Linked DNA regions of Mus musculus: region 2 is linked to region 1. A link is a contact called in public HiChIP or PLAC-seq data. All regions are on one chromosome and are shown on one strand. The core of a region is the stretch at or near the end of the contact, and the rest is flanking DNA. Distances in the headings are between cores, read along the strand shown. Region 1 overlaps Fryl (FRY like transcription coactivator). Region 2 overlaps 1700025M24Rik (RIKEN cDNA 1700025M24 gene).

Region 1 (3,481 bases), core at 395-2,894:
CCTCAAGGCGTGGCCAGAGGTTTGCACCCTGTGTGATTGATGCTAGGGCCTATGAAGTTAGCAAGCCACATTCACCATCACACAGCTATTCCTGATAGTAACTGGTATTTAGTGGTGTTTGTGAATAACTAAGTTCTTTTTAAATATAAAAGTGGATAGAACTTTTTAAGTATTTAAAATTATAAAGTTATTATACATGTTTCCTAATTAGTGAGGTCAGTTACTAGCCCTCATCTTCCTGAATGGTCTCCGTCCTTTCCGTTGTTTATGGATGGTAGCTAGCTGCTAGGTCTGTGTGTGTATTTGCTTGTGCCCCTCCTTTTTTTAAAGATTTATCTATCTATCTATCTATCTATCTATCTATCTATCTATCTATCTATTTATTTATTATATGTAAGTACACTGTAGCTGTCTTCAGACACACCAGAAAAGGGCATCAGATCTCATTACAGATGGTTGTGAGCCTTCATGTGGTTGCTGGGATTTGAACTCAGGACCTCTGGAAGAGCAGTCAGTTCTCTTAACCACTGAGCCATCTCTCCAGCTTGTGCCCCCTTTTTTTATTGGACCTTAGAACTGTGCTCCCGCCTTCTGTAACATTTTTGTAAAATGGATCTTTCTACCCCACATGATACGCTTCTTATTCTGTTTTCTGTTTGTTGTGATACATTTTTCAGGGGGGAAAGAAAACCCAAAATCGATTTGTTTAGAACCTGCATTGCTGCAATTCCAAGGTTGATTCCCGATGGTATGAGCAGAACGGACCTCATTGAGCTGTTAGCAAGGTGAGTGGCATTATTCCTGACTCTCTGTGGTCACAGCAGGCACAGCTTCGAGCCATCTGATTTGCTCTCTTCGTTCTCATCTTTTATTAACCCCCTCTCAAATTTTTAACTTCTAACTTCCTCCCAAGTCCCCCTCTCAGCCCCATTTCCCAGTTCACTGTCAGTTCACTGGGTTTACGTGACAAACATCCCTTACGTGGTGCTCAGTGAGGTTTCAGCATCCTGAGTAGTGACCACGGCCCAGTTAGCTTTTTCTGCTGCAGGAGAGCCCGGTGCCTCCAAGCGTTTTCTCCTCTTCTTCCTCCATTAGCTCTATAAAGTAGATAAATACCATGGCAACCACACTTAAGTGAAGTCTCCCAGCCTAATTCTAAGCCTGCTGAGGCTCTGCTGTGTGGGTGCCCCTGGGGACCATGCAGTTAGGGGGTCAGCTTCTCCATGGAAGACCAGACAGTAAATATTTCGTGGTTTTGCTGATTGTGCTATAATCCGGAGGTTCTCAACCTTTGGGGGTACCGGGTGTCGAAAAACCCTTTCACAGGGGTGACCTGAGACCATCAGAAAACACAGGTATTTACATTACAATTCATAACTAGCATAATCACACTTTGTGAAGTGGCAGTGGTTGGGGGGTCGCTACCATATGAGGAGCTGTATTAAAGGGTAATAATAGTATTAAGAAGGTTGAGACCCACTGCCTCAGTGTGTGTCATGTCTGCATTCCCACTGTGGCATTACAGAAGCAGCCAGACCATATTGCAGGACTGAACATGACTGGGCATCTGCCTGGAGCCTGCCCAGAGCCACAGTTGGCCAGCCACACCCTAGTGGAAAACCAAACACAGTGACTGGTTTGTTTGCTGGTTGCTGGGCAGTCACCATCTTGTGTAAATAGTGACCAGATTGCTGCAGCACTGTGGCTCGTTCCAGCCCTGGGCGAGAACACCTGGCACTTCCCAGACAGCCTTGCGCCTCCCTCAGGTGCTGGGACCCCGGAGACGGTGGCATTTGTCTCCCGACTATGAGGAGTCGAGGGGCTCGCTTGAAACTACTTTCCATAACTTCTCTCTCTCCCCACTCAGCCTCTTTATTGCTGGTTTGTGGCACTGAGTTGAACCTAAAGGTTTGTGCATGTTAGGCAAGGACTCCTCCATAGCTGCGGATCCTGCTGCATTATGTATAGGCACACGTGTATGCTTCATTTTGAAATAAGGTCTCACTATGCTCTCAAGGTCGACCTTGATTTCCCTCTGTATGCCAGGCAGGCCTGAACCTGGGAATCCTCCTGCCTCAGTCTCTTAAGTACCTGCAGTTTGATGTTTGTGCTAAAAGGCTCAGCTCTCGCTTAATTTTTTTTTAATTAAAAAAGAAACTTTAATTTCTTCTTACCATATGTGCATGTGTATGATGGGTGGGGGACACATGCCATGGCACAAGTGTAAAGTTCAGAGGTCGTCTTTGGATTGGAGTTGGTCCTTTACCTTTACCTTGTGTGGGCTCCCAGCGCTCAAGAGTCAGAGGCAGGAAGAATTGAGAATTGGAGGGGAGACTGTGTTATATACTGAGACCTCCGTCTCCAAAATACAATAGATAAAATATAAACAGTGCAGAATTAGAAAACTGGCATCCTACTAGGAACCTGAAGTGCTAACCCACAGTGTTCGTCCTTACAGCAGTGAGCAGCTACTGTCAAATCCATCCTCACTGGTCCCACCTCAGCCTCCCTTGACCTACATCTTTCCGGAAGATGATCCTGCAAGATAAATTTCTGACATCACCCCTCTCACCTCCCCCAGGAATGAAGCCACACCTGACAGGCTCAAGGCGAGGGATGCTGGGGCTGGAAGGAGCCAGCCTCGGAGCAGTGAATGGCAGTTTAATTGCTACCTCCTTTCCCTCCTCTCCCTGCAGCTGCCATCTTAAATTAATTTACTTCCATGGCCAGAAAGAATCTAGAATATGTTGGTTTGGAATTACAGTGTCTAACTCTTCCTTACTCAAAAGTAAGGGAAGCCAGATAGCAGACAACCACACAAGGCGTGTTGTAAATTTAGAAACCTCTATAAAGGGAAAAATAATCCCTTGAATTTAATTAGCAAGGTCCCATTGTTCTCTCCCCTGCACAAGGCACGTATGTCCTGAGTCACACCGATTTGGCGCGAGCTATCTAGACAGTCATGGGTTTAAATAAAGGCAGTGTAAATAACTAGTGTTATTTGCTCCTAAAACCTATGCCGCACTACAACGGATGTCTCTTTAGTTTCTGTCAGTTGAAGGCTGGCTTATAGTGAAGACCAGAGCTGAGATAAACTGTGATACCTCACTTCTTAGCCACATACCATCCCCCTTGCTCATCATAACTTCGCGGACCTGGTGGGCTGTTGACACATTTTATTTTCAAGGCATAGCCCTTTTTTCTTATATTACTCCCATTCCTACCCTTAGGAATGACTTCTTTTGACTCCGTCTTGATATTGCCTTTGTAATGAGCTATTTATATTCCGTCTACAACCTTAAATGCCTTTAAGAAATGGTTGACATTAGTCATGACCTCTTCCGTAACTAAATAAGTGTAAGTTGATATTAAGATCCCGTGTGGTTGGACATATTTTTATATTGATTATTGGAGAGCACTATAAAGTGTGTTAAGGACTGAAGGAATTTGCAGTGGATTTCTGATACCATCTGTATTCCCA
Region 2 (3,927 bases), core at 1,418-3,917, 180 kb before region 1:
CTTCTTCCCTCTCTCCCTTTCTCTCTTCCTTCCTTCTTCCCTTCCTTCCTCAGAGTGAAAAATAAAAGCAAGAAACAATCCTGGAGGAAGACAAGCTGTGCTCCGTATCTGTAAGTTCTTTATCAGTGGGTTCAACCATGAGTTGAAATAAAATTTAAAAGAAAATAGGCCTTAAATATGTACATACTTTTTGTTATCATCCTCCCCTAAACACTACAGTATAACAACCACTTGTATAAGGTTTGCATCTTTCAGACATTGCAGATAATCTAGATATTGAAGTACACAGGAAGATGTGCAGTGGTTCTGTACAAATACAGTGTTAGTATATGCATAAGGGTCTGTGAGCTTACACGGATTTTGGTATCCAGGAAGGGATGAGTGTGATGATGAATTTGGTAATAGTGCTTGTCTTGGGGTTTCATTGCTGTGAAGGGACACCATGACCAAGGCAACTCTTCTAAAGGAGAACATTTAATTGGAGCTGGCTTACAGAGGTTTAGTCCATTATTACCATTGTGGCTGGAAGCAAACAGCAGGCAGGCAGGCAGGCAGGCAGGCAGGCAAGATGCTGGAGTAGCCAAGAGTTCTACACCTTAATTGGAAGGCAGCCAGGAGGGGACTAGACTCTACAGTGGCAGAGCTTGAGCATAGGAGACCTCAAAGCCCACCCCCACAGTGACACACTTCCTTTAAGAAAGCCACACTTCCTAAACGTGACATTCCCTATGGGCCAAGGATTCAAACACATGAATCTCTGGGAGTCAAACCTATTCAAACCACCACAATGTTCAAGATCTCTGAGTGTCTTAGCCATTTCACATTGAAAAGGGCACTGTGTACCTACACTACCAGATTTGTCACCAGATAGAATGCATGAGAGCCAGAGAGGGCTCAGTGGGTAAAATGCTTGTCATGTAAGCCTGATGACCTGGGTCCAATCCCTAGACCCCACATACAGAGTGTGATTTGTGATCCTAGAACTCCTGTAATGAAATGGGAGGTGGAGCCAGAAGAATCACCTGAAGCCTGTAGGCCTGCTGGCCCGGACTACGCGGCTCAGTAGCGGAAACAGGAGACCGTCCCTTAACGCAAGGTGAAAAGAGACTCGTGAAGAGTGGTTCCCTGACTTTCATGAATATACCATGGCTCACGCACCCCACACACCCCACACAATTAACAAACGATTTTAGCACGTGGCGCAGTTAGTTACTTTTCTGCTGCTGTGGTGAAAATGGCGACGGTGATTGGTTAATTTGTCAACTGACCACATCTTCCATCAAATAAAACCTTAGCAGCTGGGAGGGATTATTTTTGATTGGATCATTTGAGGTCGAAGACCCGCCCCCAATCTGGGCCAGACCTTCTGGTGGCAGCCCACAGAAAAGGATACCTGCTAGCTTGTGCATACTTTGGAGGGCAAGCTCATCTCTGCTGCCACTGGGGAATCCCTTAACTGGGACTAGAACCTCTGTCCTTTGGGTCTCAACACAGACTGAAGACTAGCTGAGACAACAAGTTTCAGGAACTGGTATCTACTGGATTTTTGGCCTTTCTGTTAGTCGACAGCCACTTTTGGATTAGCCAGACCATATCCTGTAAGCCACTTTGATAAACCTTCTTAATACTTATGTAGAGTCTATGAGTTCTTTTCCTCTACAGAACCCTGAATAACACAGTAGCCAAAAGCAATTTATGGAAGAGTTCGTTTGGCTTATGGCTCCAGAGGGGGAGTCTGTAAGTGTCAGGAAGCATAGGTACAGGTAGCCAAGCATGAAGCTAGGGGGTCACATCCTTAACTTTAAACATGAAACAGAAAGAGCAAGCTAGAAGTCGGGTGAGGCTATGAACTCTCAAAGCCAACACGTTCCCAGTGGCATACTTCTTCCAGCAAGGCCGTACCACATCCCCAAATAGCACTGCCAAATGGGGACCAAGTGTTCAAGCGACCGAACCTATGAGAGACATTTCTAATTCCTCAATCAAAACTACCGCGTATGGAACAGGGGAAAGGCTGAGAATGCACTCAGACCAACAGGACATTTTAAACAAGAAATGACAATGTCCTGTATGCAGCTTGCACTTTCATCTTTATGAATGCTACCGGTTGTTGCCTCTTTCCAAACAAGATCATGTTTAAGGAGATTAAAGAACGAGAAAAAAATCACAAAATTTGCAAATAACCGAGCTTGCTCTTAAAGTGGGGTGTTGGAGGGACCATGAGAGAAAAGGGGGTTACTTGGGGGGAAGGAAAGTGAGAAGAAAGAGGGGGCAGGTGGGCAAGGGGGGGAGGAGAACAAATAAGAATGGAGTATGAGGGCACATATAAATGAAAAGACTATGGTGAGATCTATTGCATCTTTATGTTAACAACAAAATGTAAAAGGGGAACTAGAGAGAGAAGTGGGTGTGGTGGCAAATACTAGTAAACCAAGCACCCCCCAGCGGCACGGGGTCACAGGTTCAAGGCCTGCACTGGGCAATAAAATGAGCTCAAAGTCTATGCTACAAAGTAAGACCCGGCCCCAAAAAGCAAAGCAAGATGAACAAACTGAACTGAAACAAAACAAAGAGCCCTCGATTGCTTTGCTTCGCTGCTGTTCAGAGCATGGGGACCTTTTCCTAGAAGCTGCCCGTGATAATAATACTAGATGTTTTTCCTGTGACTCATTCTGAAGGCTTTCCATTCCTTAGGGAAATTCCACAGTATTATTTTTGCTCTTTAGGAGTATTTTGGTTTTGATATTGTTCAGCTTTTACTAGACAGAAAGTGTAAATGTGATGGCTATTTGGGTAGCTCTTTAAAAATAACCACAATTCAGGGAAAATATAAATAAGACAACTCCAGAGTCACATGTGTACTATTATTATTATTATCATTATTATTATTTGTGTGGGGGTGGGAAGGAATGAAGGAGAAAAGGTATTAAAAATACCAAGAATTCCTATTGACCAAAACTGAATAAAATATTTATGACTGAACCATCAATAGCACAAAGAAGTGAAGAAGCTGGGGGTGGGGGGGAGACAATCTGTGTACACAGAGAGGGAAATGGCCTGTGGATCTGCAAAAATGGGCAACAGACAGCCCTAAATAAATCCGGCTAGGAACTGTGTTTGCCCTGAAGGCAGGGCAAGAAGGCTGCTTCCAGCACAAAGAGCAGCAGAGGCCATTAAAGGGAATTTTCAGAAGGGAGTGACATTGTTAGAATGGCAACAGAGGAAGTTGGTTTTGGCAGCAGTCTTGGGAAAGACTTGAGGAGGGGAAAAAAAATGAAGAAAGGAGAGGCTTTTCTCAAGGGAGACAAGTCCACACAACATGCTTAGGTGGGGTCACAGGCACAGAAAAGGCAGAGCATTCAGGAGCTGTGCGTTTTCATCTTAGCAGAAACCTTTCCTTCAAGTCCTCTTCATCAAAGCCTGTCCTGCAGCTGTCTTCCCATTGTGCCTTGAATTCAGCCTTCATTATGGCCTGACATTACTGTCATGACAACAAGAGCACTTTTTTTTTTTGAGACTGACTGCTTCTGCCACCTGCCCGAACCTTGTGTTGGGACAAGACTCCAGGAGCTGGTCAGTTTTCAAGTGGAAAGATCTGGGCATTCTAAACTTCAGTCAGATGGGTCACACCTTGAGCCAGCAAGGGTGAAGTAAAACAGCCGTTGTTCCTGATGCCGTTCTGCGTTATAAACATGTGTTAAAAGGTTGGGGAGGCGCAGAGCCCTTAGTGTCTCGGTATAGCACTAAGCTTGTTGAGACAAGTTTCAGTTCTTTGAACCCTCCTCCTCCTAATGTTTATCCAGCCCAGTGCCCTGTTGGCTAATCACCTTGTAGCCTGTATGTTTTCTCTCCTTTGTGTTTTGTTTTTCGAAGCTGTTGCTAATTTCATCTCTACTGGCTGCTTTGTATTTTTTAAACTATATTCGG

What was found. HiChIP or PLAC-seq counts read pairs in DNA pulled down with a chosen protein or histone mark.
Region 2: a contact with region 1 is called in a FOXA1 HiChIP or PLAC-seq map of pancreatic cancer cells. The contact joins two enhancer-like sites. A contact is called at or near these places in 7 of 39 promoter capture datasets (the 3T3-L1 cell line, the HPC-7 cell line, the SN4741 cell line and 4 more), 1 of 115 datasets of contacts at active chromatin or transcription factors (pancreatic cancer cells) and 4 of 9 other capture datasets (adipose tissue, embryonic stem cells, liver and 1 more).

Annotation. Positions count from the first base shown.
Region 1 is chr5:73,101,979-73,105,459 of GRCm38.p6, reverse strand. Fryl (FRY like transcription coactivator) reads left to right here. Exons shown (of 63, transcript NM_028194.2): 19 at 678-785. Among named protein-coding and RNA genes, the nearest start is that of 1700071G01Rik, 53 kb to the left of the region's middle. Within about 2 kb of position 1,644, at least 33 of the 459 cell types and tissues checked have an H3K27ac peak or open chromatin away from gene starts, as enhancers often do. A contact at or near this core is called in pancreatic cancer cells, where this site is marked.
Region 2 is chr5:73,279,226-73,283,152 of GRCm38.p6, reverse strand. All of the region lies in intron 1 of 1700025M24Rik (RIKEN cDNA 1700025M24 gene), which reads left to right. Among named protein-coding and RNA genes, the nearest start is that of 1700025M24Rik, 3.0 kb to the left of the region's middle. Within about 2 kb of position 2,667, at least 61 of the 459 cell types and tissues checked have an H3K27ac peak or open chromatin away from gene starts, as enhancers often do. A contact at or near this core is called in pancreatic cancer cells, where this site is marked.